3 separate regions of the Sus scrofa genome follow, and regions 1 and 2 are each linked to region 3. A link is a contact called in public Hi-C and HiChIP or PLAC-seq data. All regions are on one chromosome and are shown on one strand. The core of a region is the stretch at or near the end of the contact, and the rest is flanking DNA. Distances in the headings are between cores, read along the strand shown.

Evidence for each region. Hi-C and Micro-C count contacts between places; a contact is called where the count stands out from the background. HiChIP or PLAC-seq counts read pairs in DNA pulled down with a chosen protein or histone mark.
Region 1: a contact with region 3 is called in a Hi-C map of epiblast stem cells, with 1.8 times the contacts expected there. The contact joins the promoter of FXYD3 here to the promoter of HAMP in region 3. A contact is called at or near these places in 1 of 5 promoter capture datasets (liver), 1 of 47 Hi-C or Micro-C datasets (epiblast stem cells) and 2 of 2 datasets of contacts at active chromatin or transcription factors (alveolar macrophages and skeletal muscle).
Region 2: a contact with region 3 is called in an H3K27ac HiChIP or PLAC-seq map of alveolar macrophages. The contact joins the promoter of TMEM147 here to the promoter of HAMP in region 3. A contact is called at or near these places in 3 of 5 promoter capture datasets (fetal liver, fetal skeletal muscle and liver) and 1 of 2 datasets of contacts at active chromatin or transcription factors (alveolar macrophages).

Annotation. Positions count from the first base shown.
Region 1 is chr6:44,648,306-44,652,098 of Sscrofa11.1, reverse strand. It overlaps FXYD3 (FXYD domain containing ion transport regulator 3), which reads right to left and starts at 1,312. Exons shown (of 7, transcript NM_214208.2): 1 at 1,151-1,312. The coding sequence starts at 1,190.
Region 2 is chr6:44,977,897-44,981,287 of Sscrofa11.1, reverse strand. It overlaps TMEM147 (transmembrane protein 147), which reads right to left and starts at 2,093. Exons shown (of 7, transcript XM_021097223.1): 1 at 1,909-2,093; 2 at 1,767-1,836; 3 at 1,178-1,237; 4 at 955-1,091; 5 at 733-817; 6 at 521-642; 7 at 237-437. The coding sequence starts at 1,985. The coding sequence ends at 314. GAPDHS (glyceraldehyde-3-phosphate dehydrogenase, testis-specific) reads right to left here. Exons shown (of 12, transcript XM_021097231.1): 11 at 2,600-2,697; 12 at 2,296-2,513. The coding sequence ends at 2,441. LOC110261280 (a long non-coding RNA gene) reads left to right here and starts at 2,134. Exons shown (of 2, transcript XR_002345323.1): 1 at 2,134-2,289; 2 at 2,603-3,391.
Region 3 is chr6:44,784,503-44,788,196 of Sscrofa11.1, reverse strand. It overlaps HAMP (hepcidin antimicrobial peptide), which reads right to left and starts at 2,334. Exons shown (of 3, transcript NM_214117.1): 1 at 2,193-2,334; 2 at 1,176-1,235; 3 at 894-1,090. The coding sequence starts at 2,279. The coding sequence ends at 989.

The DNA.
Region 1 (3,793 bases), core at 63-2,562, 140 kb after region 3:
CATTCCCCTTCAAGGACTCACTAATTATAAACTTAACATGCTTTCTTTAAAAATGCCACTTTCTATCACTACCCTGAATGCAACACCAGCTTCGCCTGATGTAACAAACACAGTGAAAAGCAGACAACTAGCATTGCATTCTGGCAAGAAGCAGTGGCTGCCTTTGCTCTGGGTCTAAGCCCTATTCTTTCTTTGTTAAAAGGAGATTCATATTTTTAAAAATTATATTTAAAGCACAAACACATGGTGCTTACTCTGTCCCAGGCACTATTCTTTTTCTTTTCATTGTTTCTTTATTTTTTAAATTTTGGGGCCAAAGGTACGACATATGGAAGATCCCAGGGTGGGGGTGGACTGGAGGTGCAGTTGCCAGCCAGCCAGCCACAGCCACAGCCACAGCCACAGCCACAGCCACAGCCACAGCCACATCCATGCCAGATCTGAGCCGAATCTGCGACCTACATTGCAGCTCACGGCAACACTGGATCCTTAACCCACTGAGGGAGGCCAGGGATCAGACCCACATCCTCAGGGATACTAGCTGGGCTCTTAACCCAGTGAGCCACAAGAGGAACTCCTCATAATAAAATGTTAAAGACCCGGTAGCACAGACCTGAGCCTTTTCCTTGACGTCATCAAGGGGACATCAAGACCATGACTTTCTAGCTGTGTGTGCCTCTATTGTAAGAGGTCCTCCTTTTTTTCTTTCTTTTTTTTTTTTTTTGGTCTTTTTAGGGTGGAACTTGCAGCATATGGAGGTTCCCAGTCTAGGGGTCCAATCAGAGCTATAGCTGTCAGCCTACACCACAACCACAGCAATCAGGATCTAAGCCGCGTCTGCGACCTACACCAGAGCTCTTGGCAACACCAGATCCTTAACCCAGTGAGCGAGGCCAGGGATCGAATCCGTGTCCTCATGAATACTAGTCAGGCTCACTACCACTGAGCCACAATGGGGACTCCCAGAGGTCCTCCTTTCGGAGTCCCTTGAAATCACCAGGGTGACACTTCCTATCCTTGAGGAGATGCTGACAGAGACCCACCAGCCCACGGGGGCAGCAGAAAGGAAAGCGTGACTGAGCCACACACAAGCATGGTCATCACTTGGCCAAGGGGATCAGGGGAAATCAGCCCAGGAACGGGCACTCACCTGCCAGGAGGATGAGCACGCTCAGGGCCACCTCGTGCATGTCGGTTGGAGTACTGGCCTGGAGGGGCCTGGGGGGAGGGTCCACTGGGATGTCTCTGGTTCCCAATCCCGGCTACAGCTCCCCCGGGGGGCAGAAAGGCTGGCCTAGAGACTCCCTGGGCTGAGAGATAAGGAGTGCAGTGTGGGCTGGGTGAGGGAGCCCAGCTGGAGAGGAGCAGCAATAGCAACTCCCTGGCCGTGGACTTGAGACTTTAAGTGAATCGCCCTGGCAACCAAACAAGGAAGGCATTGCCCACTGTCATCCCTGCCTTACAGATGGGGAAACTGAGGCTCCAGAAAGTGAAAGTGGGTGCTTGAGGTCACCAGGCCAGGAAGAGGATTTTTTTTTTTTTTTTTTTTTTTGGTCTTTTTGCCTTTTCTAGGGCCACACCTGTGGCATATGGAGGTTCCCAGGCTAGGGGTCTAATCGGAGCTATAGCCGCCAGCCTATGGCCAGGGCCACAGCAACGCGGAATCTGAGCCGCATCTGCAACCTACACCACAGCTCAGGGCGACACCAGATCCTTAACCCACTGAGCAAGGCCAGGGATCAACCCCAAACTCATGGTTCCTAGTCAGATTCGTTAACCACTGAGCCATGATGGGAACTCCTGGGAAGTGGAATTTAAACCAGATCTTGCTCTGTGGAGGCTGTTCCCAACTGCGACCTCTCTCAGGGCCTCAGGATGGTTTGGGAAATGGGGTGCCGGGAGCCAGGTGGCAGGAGGCCTGGTTCCGGGAGTGTCTCCCCCAGACAGCTCGGAGCCTGCCCGCCCTGCCCAGAATTTGCAGGCCTCGACTGGGCCAGGGCTGGGCACTGAGCTGGCTCCTCTGGCTGCTCAGGGCAGGATGTGGGGAGGAGAGAACTCGGTGGGGGCAGGGGAGGGAGGTGGAGGGCAGGCCTGGGAGCAGCCTCAGCTTCACCTTCTGTCCCACTCTCCCCCTGAACCCCACTGTCCCGCTTCTGCCCTCCCCCCACCCATCACTGCCCCCCACCCAGCCCCTGCCCCTATAAACTCCTCTGGCTGCAAACACTTCCTCCCTCCCCAGGTCGGCCTGCCCAGCTTGAAGAACACTCTGCTGTCCCTGTCCTGCTCCGGTATCTATGCGTCCCCTGGCCCCGCCCCGCTGCCACAGCGTTTGTTGTCCCAGTCTTGATAGCAAGAGCTAACACTTAGATCCACCCTGTGCTGGGCACTGCCAGATGGTCTTGCCAGTTTTCGTTCATGTAATCCTCCAAGAATCCCAGAGGTCATCGGTTATAGGGCCCATTTCACAGAGGACAAAACATATACCCTCCCTGGAGTTCCCGCTGTGGTGCTACGGGGACTGGTGGCGTCTCTGCAGCACTGGGACGATCCAGTGGGTCGTGGGTGCAGTGGGTTTAAGATCCCGCGTTGCCTCCGCTGCGGCCAAGGCCGAAACTGTGGCTTGGATCTGATCTCTGGCCTGGGAGCTCCATGAGCCGAAGGGCAGCCAAACAAGAAAACAACCACCACAACAAAACATATATCCTCCCTAAGCCTGGTGAAAAGCCCTTTGACCTTCCCAGCTCTGTCTCCTGTCTGCAGCCGGAGAAAGGGTCCCGTTTCACTCTCTCTCTAGCCTCTATGGAGCCCCCACCCTGCATGTCTCTGTTTCCAGCACATTCTCACAGACCCTTCCATCTCCCTGTGCCCACCCCAGATCCAGGGAATCCTCTTAGCTTCCCAGTTCATCCCACATTCCAGCCTCACGACTTTAGTTTGAGCATCCATTCCCTGCAGGAAGAGGGCGCGTAGCTTTGGGGAACACTAGTAAGGTGTTCAGGAACCCCCCCAGAACTGGGGGCGGGGGGGGAGAGCTGGAGTGGGTGTGTGGGCAGGACAGCCTAGCGGTTCCCAGCGCAGGTCCATAGAAGGACCACTTGTGGTCACAAGGGAACACGTGTGGCTTTGTCACCCCGCGATAACACTAATACCAGTAATAAGAGCTGGTGGCGATTGAGTGTTGCCCCACGCTGGGCTCTGTTCTCGGCTCTTCTCACTTATTCACACATATAATCTTCGCAGCTTGATGGGGTTGGCTCTGTGATTAGCTCACGTCGCAAGCCTGTAAACGCTATGAATCCAGCTTAATGCTGCCACCTGGAGCTCTGAGTCCCAGCACTTAAGCCTCTTTCTATGAGAGTCTCCAAGCCCCCTGGCCCATGAGGGCTCCAGGCACCCCATCCCCAGGCATTTCCCAGCATCCCCAGCACAGGGAGCACTGATGGATGGTCTCAGCTGCCCCCCCCCCCAATTTCCACACGACTGTCCGTTGGTGCGGGCTGCTGGGAGCTGGTGTCTGGACACCTGCTCTCCCCTTCCCTGTCTAGGAAGGCCCCCAGGCTGCTCCGGAACTGACTGCAGGTGGCGTGAAGGCTTGGAGAGGAAGGCAGCCTGCAGATGGAGGCTATGCCCCCCACCCCTGCTCTTACCTGAGTCCTCAACTCTGGTGTAAGCACTGTTTTCACATCCAGCCCTACTGCTTCTCTCCCATGATGGGGGCCAGGCCCTTCCGGTGTGAGCAAAATGCCTCCCTCGTGTCCCTGAAATCTCCCCACCTCCCCATTATGCAGCTCCC
Region 2 (3,391 bases), core at 844-3,343, 190 kb before region 3:
ACCTGTTTCCTGAGGGCCCTGGTCTCTGCCACTGCTCAAAGACGGGCTACTTCAAGGTCTCTGTCGACTCTGGGAAAAGAAAGAGCAGAGGAACTGGTTCAGGAACACAGGACAAATCAGTGCTGGCTAATTTCCCAGCTTATCTACTTGGCTCCAAAGCCAAAACCAGGGCCTCTGGGACCCAGGTGAGCACAGTATTGGTAGACAGTTCCAGAGAGAGAGAAACAGAGGCGGAATCAACTTTCCAAATACTGTTTACTTCACTGAAACCTGGAGACAGGGAGAAGGTATGTGAAATTCTGGGACACCAAGCCTAGGAGTGCACGTTGACAACGGCGACATACAGGGCCAGGGTGCTGAGAGCCAGCAGTCCCGTCACCACTGCTCGGGCCAGCAGTGCTGTCCAGCTGCCCAGGGAACAGAGGTGGACGAACGTCCTGTGGGGAAACATCACAATGAAGGAGGGAGAAGAGAGAAATCCAACCCATTTGGACTCCGCCTCCAACCCCACCCAGCTCACTCCATGACAAAGGCCTTGTAGACGCTAAGGAACATCAGGAGGAGGACTGCTGGCCGGAAAGTGTGGTACAGGTCGTAGCGTGTTATCATCCACACCTGGGCAGATGCGACGATGTAATGGACCTGGAGGGAGGCAGGAAGTCAGGGCCAGGCCTCGAGTACACAGCCGCCGGCAAAAAGGTGCACGTGTGGGGGGAGAGCAGGATTGCATACCAGACTGATGTTGGAGTCAATGCTCATCTGGATGTATTTCCAGTCAAACTCAATGCCCCGAGCTCCAACCCAGAGGGGGATGCAGCTGAGGAAGGCAAAGGGAGGGATTCTCCAGTACCCAGACACACTCAGGACCCAGAATCTGAGCCCCCGCCCTCCAGCACCCTCCTGGAACCCAAGTGTCCTTTTTCAGGAATCTGGGCTCCAGGCTGCTGCACACACCGGGACATAATGAGCTCGGCGGTGGCCCAGCCCAGGGCAGCAACCATGATCTTGTATTCCCCCTTGCCGGCATTCCGGGACATGACAAGGTTTAGGCCTATCAGGTCTGCCACATCCACGCTGGCCTTCATGAACTCCTGTGGGTCAGGTTGAGGCTTGAGTAAGCACAGGTGCCAGGGGGGCCCCACTCCTGCACTCCCTCCCCCTCCCCTGCCCCACTCACCCCAATGAAGTCATAGATGCCGCCTTCCCAGGTAGGAAAGAAAGTGGCCAGGAACAGCATCTGAAGTCAGAAAATAGAGGTCACCTCAAGGTGAGGGAGATCAACTATGTGGGTTTTGAGGGAAGTTAGCGTGTATGTGGGGGCAGTACATTGGGGTTCTGGGGGCCCGAGTGAAAGAGGGACCAGCGGATGGAGACAAGGCAGGAGCAGGAGAGACAGAGGGTAGGGGCTTGGAAGTTTGGGTTCTGTCTTGATCACAGGAGATCGGGGTCAGGCCTGTAGGTGCCGGGGCTGGCTACCCACCAGGGCCGTGGGAGCAGTGTCAGTGGAACTTTGGGGGTTAGTATCGCTTAACAGTGTCCAAAGCTCTCTTAACCATACAACTGAATGTTCCCAACTTTACTAAGAGTGCTATACAAAAGTTGCCTGGGGCTTCTCCTCAGGTGTCAGCCTTTCCAAGCCCGGCCCCCGCAGGTATTCTGGAAGCGCCCTGGGCCGGGTGCCCAGGGCAGCTCCATACCGGGAGTTTAGGCAGGGGCGCAGCCGCGGGTCCCGAGAGCCCTGGCGCGGCACAAGCTGGAGCCCTCACCTTGCACAGCTGCACGAAGAGGTAGGTGACCCCGGCCTGCACGCACTTCCAGAAGGCATTATACTCGGACCTGCGGGAGCAGGCGGTGAGAGGTCGGTCCGGCCCGCGCCCCGCCCCCGCCCCGCGGCCGCCCCGCACTCACAGGCCGCTGCACTTGTAGGTGATGAAGTAGGGGAAGTAGGCCAAGGCGAAGCAGTTCCCAAAGTGGAACAGCGTCATGGTGCCGGCCGCCCGGCCCGCCGGAGCCCGCCTCTCTACCTCGGCTGCCTGGCTCCCGAGCCCGGGCCTGGCGCCCACCTGCCTCCGCCGCGGCCCGCGCGGCCTTCTGGGAGCGGGAGTGCGCGGCGCGGCGCGCTGACGTCACGGGGCTCAGCCGCGGGGCCAGGGACAGCCGGCCAGAACCATAGCCGACGCGATGCGGGTCCCGCGGCAGCCGCGCTCGCGTCCAGGCGCCGGGCCCGGGCGAGCCTCGAGCCCGGACCTGACCCCGCTGTGACCGGCGCAGAGACACGGGGCACAATTTGTGAGGACTCGGGGTTTTTATTTCACCGTTGGCCCAGCAGCGCGGGCCCCTCGCGCGGGGCGCCCTCCTTCCCACGGGGGACTGAGGGCGGGGACAGGAGGAATGAGTTCTGACCCGGGAGCTCGGGGAAGCAGAGGCGGGCCAGCCTGCTTCACTCGTCTCTGCTGAACATGTAGCGAAGGAGGTCCACCACCCGGTGACTGTAGCCATATTCGTTGTCGTACCTGGGGAGGGAGGAGGGCGGTCGGGGGATCCCTCCCCACCATCCTAGGCTCCCCGCACGTTCCCTGACCCCTTCCTTCCCCCTTACCAGGAAATGAGCTTCACGAAGTTGTCGTTGAGCGCGATGCCAGCCTTAGCATCGAAGATGGACGAGTGGGTATCGCTAACAAAGTCCGTGGACACGACCTGAGCGTCAGAATTTCAAAGATATATGGAGCGCAGAGCTAGGACCTCCAGGAGCTCAGGCTTCTGGGCACATTACCCATTCATTCATCTACAGTCTTCGATGGAGCCCTTCTGCGTGGGGATAGGGTACAAGGAAGACATGCGGGAGCTTTGCAGGTGGGGGACTGGCCGAAGGATACAGACGGCAAACACCCTGATGCCGCACCAATAGACATTTTCTGGCAACACTGCACTTGGAATGGTTCAGCCAGGAGGCCCTCCCTGAGGGGAGGTGGTGAGTCAGGCGCTGGACGACTAGGAGAATCTGGCCAACTCCAGCCCTCAGCAGGGTGGAAGGAGCTGCAGCACAGAGCCCTGGGGGTTTGGCCTTGAGCAGCAGGGTGATGTGATCTGATTTTTCTAAGAGGTCCTGGTGAGGGTGGACCTTCAGGAGCTAAAGCAGGGAGACAGCATCAAGCAGGGATGGCACCAGGAGCAAAGGGTTGGTGCTATCCATTCCTCACAGGGAAGGTATCCGGCCATGGCCTACCCTGAGCAGCCTTGAACAGTGGGAGTTCTTGTCTTGTTCGCTGAGCATGAATTGAGCACCTGCTGTGTGCCACGCCCTAGGAGGACAGCTGGAGCTACAGAAGTGAAGAGTCCCCAGGTCCCCGCTTTCTTGGAGTGCACATGCCAGCACAGCCAACAGTGATTA
Region 3 (3,694 bases), core at 1,085-3,584:
TTACTTCACTTAGTGTGATCATCTCTAGGTCCATCCATGGTGCTGCAGATGGCACTATTTCATTCTTTTCTTTGGCTGAGTAACGTGTCATTGGAAACTGGGAAGTTTTATTATTTATTTATTATGTATTTTATTTCTTTTTGCTTTTTAGGGCTGCCCTTGTGGCATGTGGAGGTTCCCAGGCTAGGGGTCGCATCAGAGCTACAGCTGCTGGGGCTACACCACAGCCACAGCAATGCGGGATCCAAGCCGGGTCTGGGACCCACACCACAGCTCACAGCAACACCAGATCCTTAACCCACTGAGCGAGGCCAGGGATCGAACCTAGTGGATCCTAGTTGGGTTTTTAACCGCTGAGCCACGAAGGGAACTCCCAGAAACTGGGTGGTTTTTAAAGCACAAGATACACAAGCACAGGATTCACCAGCGATGATGTCAGTGCGATGACGTCATCACAGGCCACGGGGCCTCTGGAAAGCTCCACTGTCCACTCAGGAGAGAACGAGAGTGAGAAAGACCAGTGACATCTTGGTCGTTTCCACCCTGTGGAGCCCTGGAGCAGTTCTCACGCTTTACTGGATCAGGTTCACAGGTTTGATTTGACCCCTGTGTTAAGATTTCAGGGAGGAAAATTTAACTTTCATTCCCAGCTGTCTTCACATAAATTTGAGGTCTTTTGAAGTGGGGAAAGAAAGGGAGGAACAGAAAAACAAATTTTCCTCACCGAGCTGCCTTGCAACCCCCCCTCCCAGCACCCCGCCCAGCATCCCCCCACCCCCAGCACCCACCAACCACACACCCGCTCCAAGCATTGCTCTTCACCAGACAGGGGCCAGGATGAGGCTCGGGCACAGCCTCTGGCAGGGAGAAAAGACAACAGAGACTCCAGTTTGGAAAAGAAAAGCTATTTTATTCCAAGACCATTCAGGGTTGGAGGCAGCCGGAATAAATAAGGGGTGACGCAGGGGCTGGGGCAGGGTGGGCAGCTCTACGTCTTGCAGCACATCCCACAGATTGCTTTGCGACAGCAGCCGCAGCAGAAGATGCAGATGGGGAAGTGGGTGTCTCTTCTTAGCCTCTGGGCCACGGGCTGTGAGAAGGGAAAGACGGCCCGTGAGCAGGGCTTGGGCGGGGCGGGCCGGGGAGGCTCGGGAGGGAGTCCCAGGTGTGCTCACCGTCAAACCAGCGGTGGCTCCTGCTGTGTCCTGGGTCCGGAGGTCTGTGAGCTGTCTTGTCTGTGGAAGCAAAGGGAGTATTGAGGATGGCAGGGCCCCGGCCGTGCTCTCGGACTCGCTTCCAGCAGCAGCTCCTCTCTGGGGTTGCTGTTCCCCTGGCTCAGCTGGAATCCCGGACCTTTCCTCACCTTCCCACAGGCGGCTCTCCTGCCTCCAAACATCCCAGATCTGTCTCCTTTTCTCTCCGCAGCTGCTAATCTTCCGTAGCCCTCTCCAGGGCCTGGATGCCAGGCCCCCCTCCGCATCTCGCCCCTGCCCATCCATTCCCCCACGTGTTAGCTGTCAGATCTTGGCTTTCTCTGTTTCAAAAGCCAACAGGGCTTCCCCTGCCCTTGGAGGATAATCAGCGTTTGCACGGTGGCTGGCAAGACGTGGCATGACCACCCTTGGATCTCACCTCTAGGTACCAAGTACCAAGTACCAAGTACGTCCCTCACCAAGCCCTCTGATCCTCGGGGATGGAGCGGGGCCATGCTCGCCCCCGCCCTGGCCTTGACTTGCTCATCTTACCTTTTCTCACCCTCCCAGTCATAGGTCAAGAAACATTTTTAAACAAAACAGCCAGCTCTTTATCCCATCGGAGGAGGATCCCCCCACCCATCACGCTCCCTCCCCCCCATCTTTTACGTTATCCTGGAGCAGCCTTTCCTACACACGAGTTTACTTCTTTGAAGCTCATTCGTTCCCTGGCCCCGCGAATATCTCCTCTCGCCTACTTTGCTCACTGTTTGATCGCCCCTGTCTCGAATGGGCGTAAGAGGAGGCACTCGGAAAACACCTGTGGGATTCGGTTGGGGCCCCCCGTCTCTGCACGCAGTACCCCATCCCCTTCCCTGGCCTGGGCTCTGCCCTATGCTGGGGTCTCTCGCTGGCTGCCCGCAGCAGTCCCCTCCCCAGGGCTTGGGGCTCCCGTGTGATTCTGGCCGTCTGCTGGACCCAGGCCCCTCGGACTCTCACCTGGGATGGGAGAACGGAGCCGGCGGTCAGGCTGACGAGGAGGAGGAGCAGGAGGCAGGCGGCCCGGATCTGCACGCTCAGCGCCATGGTGCTGTCTGTCCGTCCAGCTGTCCTGCTTGTTAGCTCTAGGACTCGCTCTGGTGTCCGGGAGTCCAGTTACAGTTGCTTTTATGGAGCCTCCTGGGGGAGGCGGGGATGCTAAGCCCCCTCCCCTTTGGCCCAACTCATTTCCAAGAAGGTGGTGGCGCCCAAAAGGCGGGAGAGATAAGCGGGAACAGAGTGACAGGGAACAGGGTTATGTCACCCTTGGCCAGCAGAGGTGTGTCCAGGAGGTGGGGCCGATGCGGCCACAGACACCCGCCTGGAGTCAGCCACCTGGGAGACACTGTCCCCGACGGGACATCACCCTGTTGATTTAAAAAACAAAAACAAAAACCAAAACCCTTTCGCCCAGGAGGTTGAACAGGTCGATGAGCAGGAGCAAGGTGCCCTCCTCCCTGCCCTTCCCGGACCTGCTCATTCACAAGGAGGCTGACTGTCCCTTGGCGGAACCCTCAGGGGTTCGCTTCTGGGAGGGGACATGGGCAGGCGCGGAAGTTTGTGTCCGCAGGAGCCACCGGTGCGTGTGTGGGCTTTTCCAAAAGCGTCAGAACCTTAAGATGCGGCCCTGGTATCTGGGAAATGTCCCCGTGAATTTTCGGCCCCCAAAGACAGTGGTGACAGTCACAGCCAACTCACATCTGAGGACCGCACCACACAAGCCAGCAGAGATAGGGACTCACATTTGTGTTAACTCAGCCCTGGCGACCTGGCCTCGGAGCGGCTCCCGCCTGCCCCATCCTGGGCTCTGCTCCCTGTTCTGGGCCCTCGCTGCTGTCCCAGCCACTGACCCCAGGGGCCTGGCCTCCCAGACGCTGCTCCCGAGAGAGGAACCCATCGTGCTCACCTGAGCCTCATTTTCCTCACTTTACAGGGAGGAACTAAAGGCCAAGCCCAGGGCACGGCCCAAGCTCGCCCAGCCGGAGGCAGAGCCGGGATTCCGGCCCAGGCAGCCTGACTGGGGCTGTGGCCTTCTCCCCAGGCTTTCCTGCCTCTCTGGAGACCCAGGAAGGCATGGGGTTGGGGCTGGGGGCTGCTGGGCCTGGGGCATAATGGCTTGGCAAGCAGATCGTGCATGGCTCATCCCAACTCCGCAGTCAGGGCCGGGCACTGGCACCTGGAAACCAGCAGTGGTGGGGCACTCGGGCCACAGACGACAGCACACACCCCAAGCTGGGCTTTTCTTCCAGGAGCCTGCTGCCCGAGCATGGCCAGAAAGGGAGCAGAGCTCAGGCCGCCTGGCTGTGGCCACCTCATGCCTGTCCGCCACTGGAACCATCTCAGGATGCCTATGGCTCAGGGGAATGGCAAACAGTGACTCCAGAGACGGGCCCTTGGGCATTTCCTCCTCCAACTCACTCTGGGCCACCCAGCATCAGCCTGTCACGGTGGCCAAGGATGAA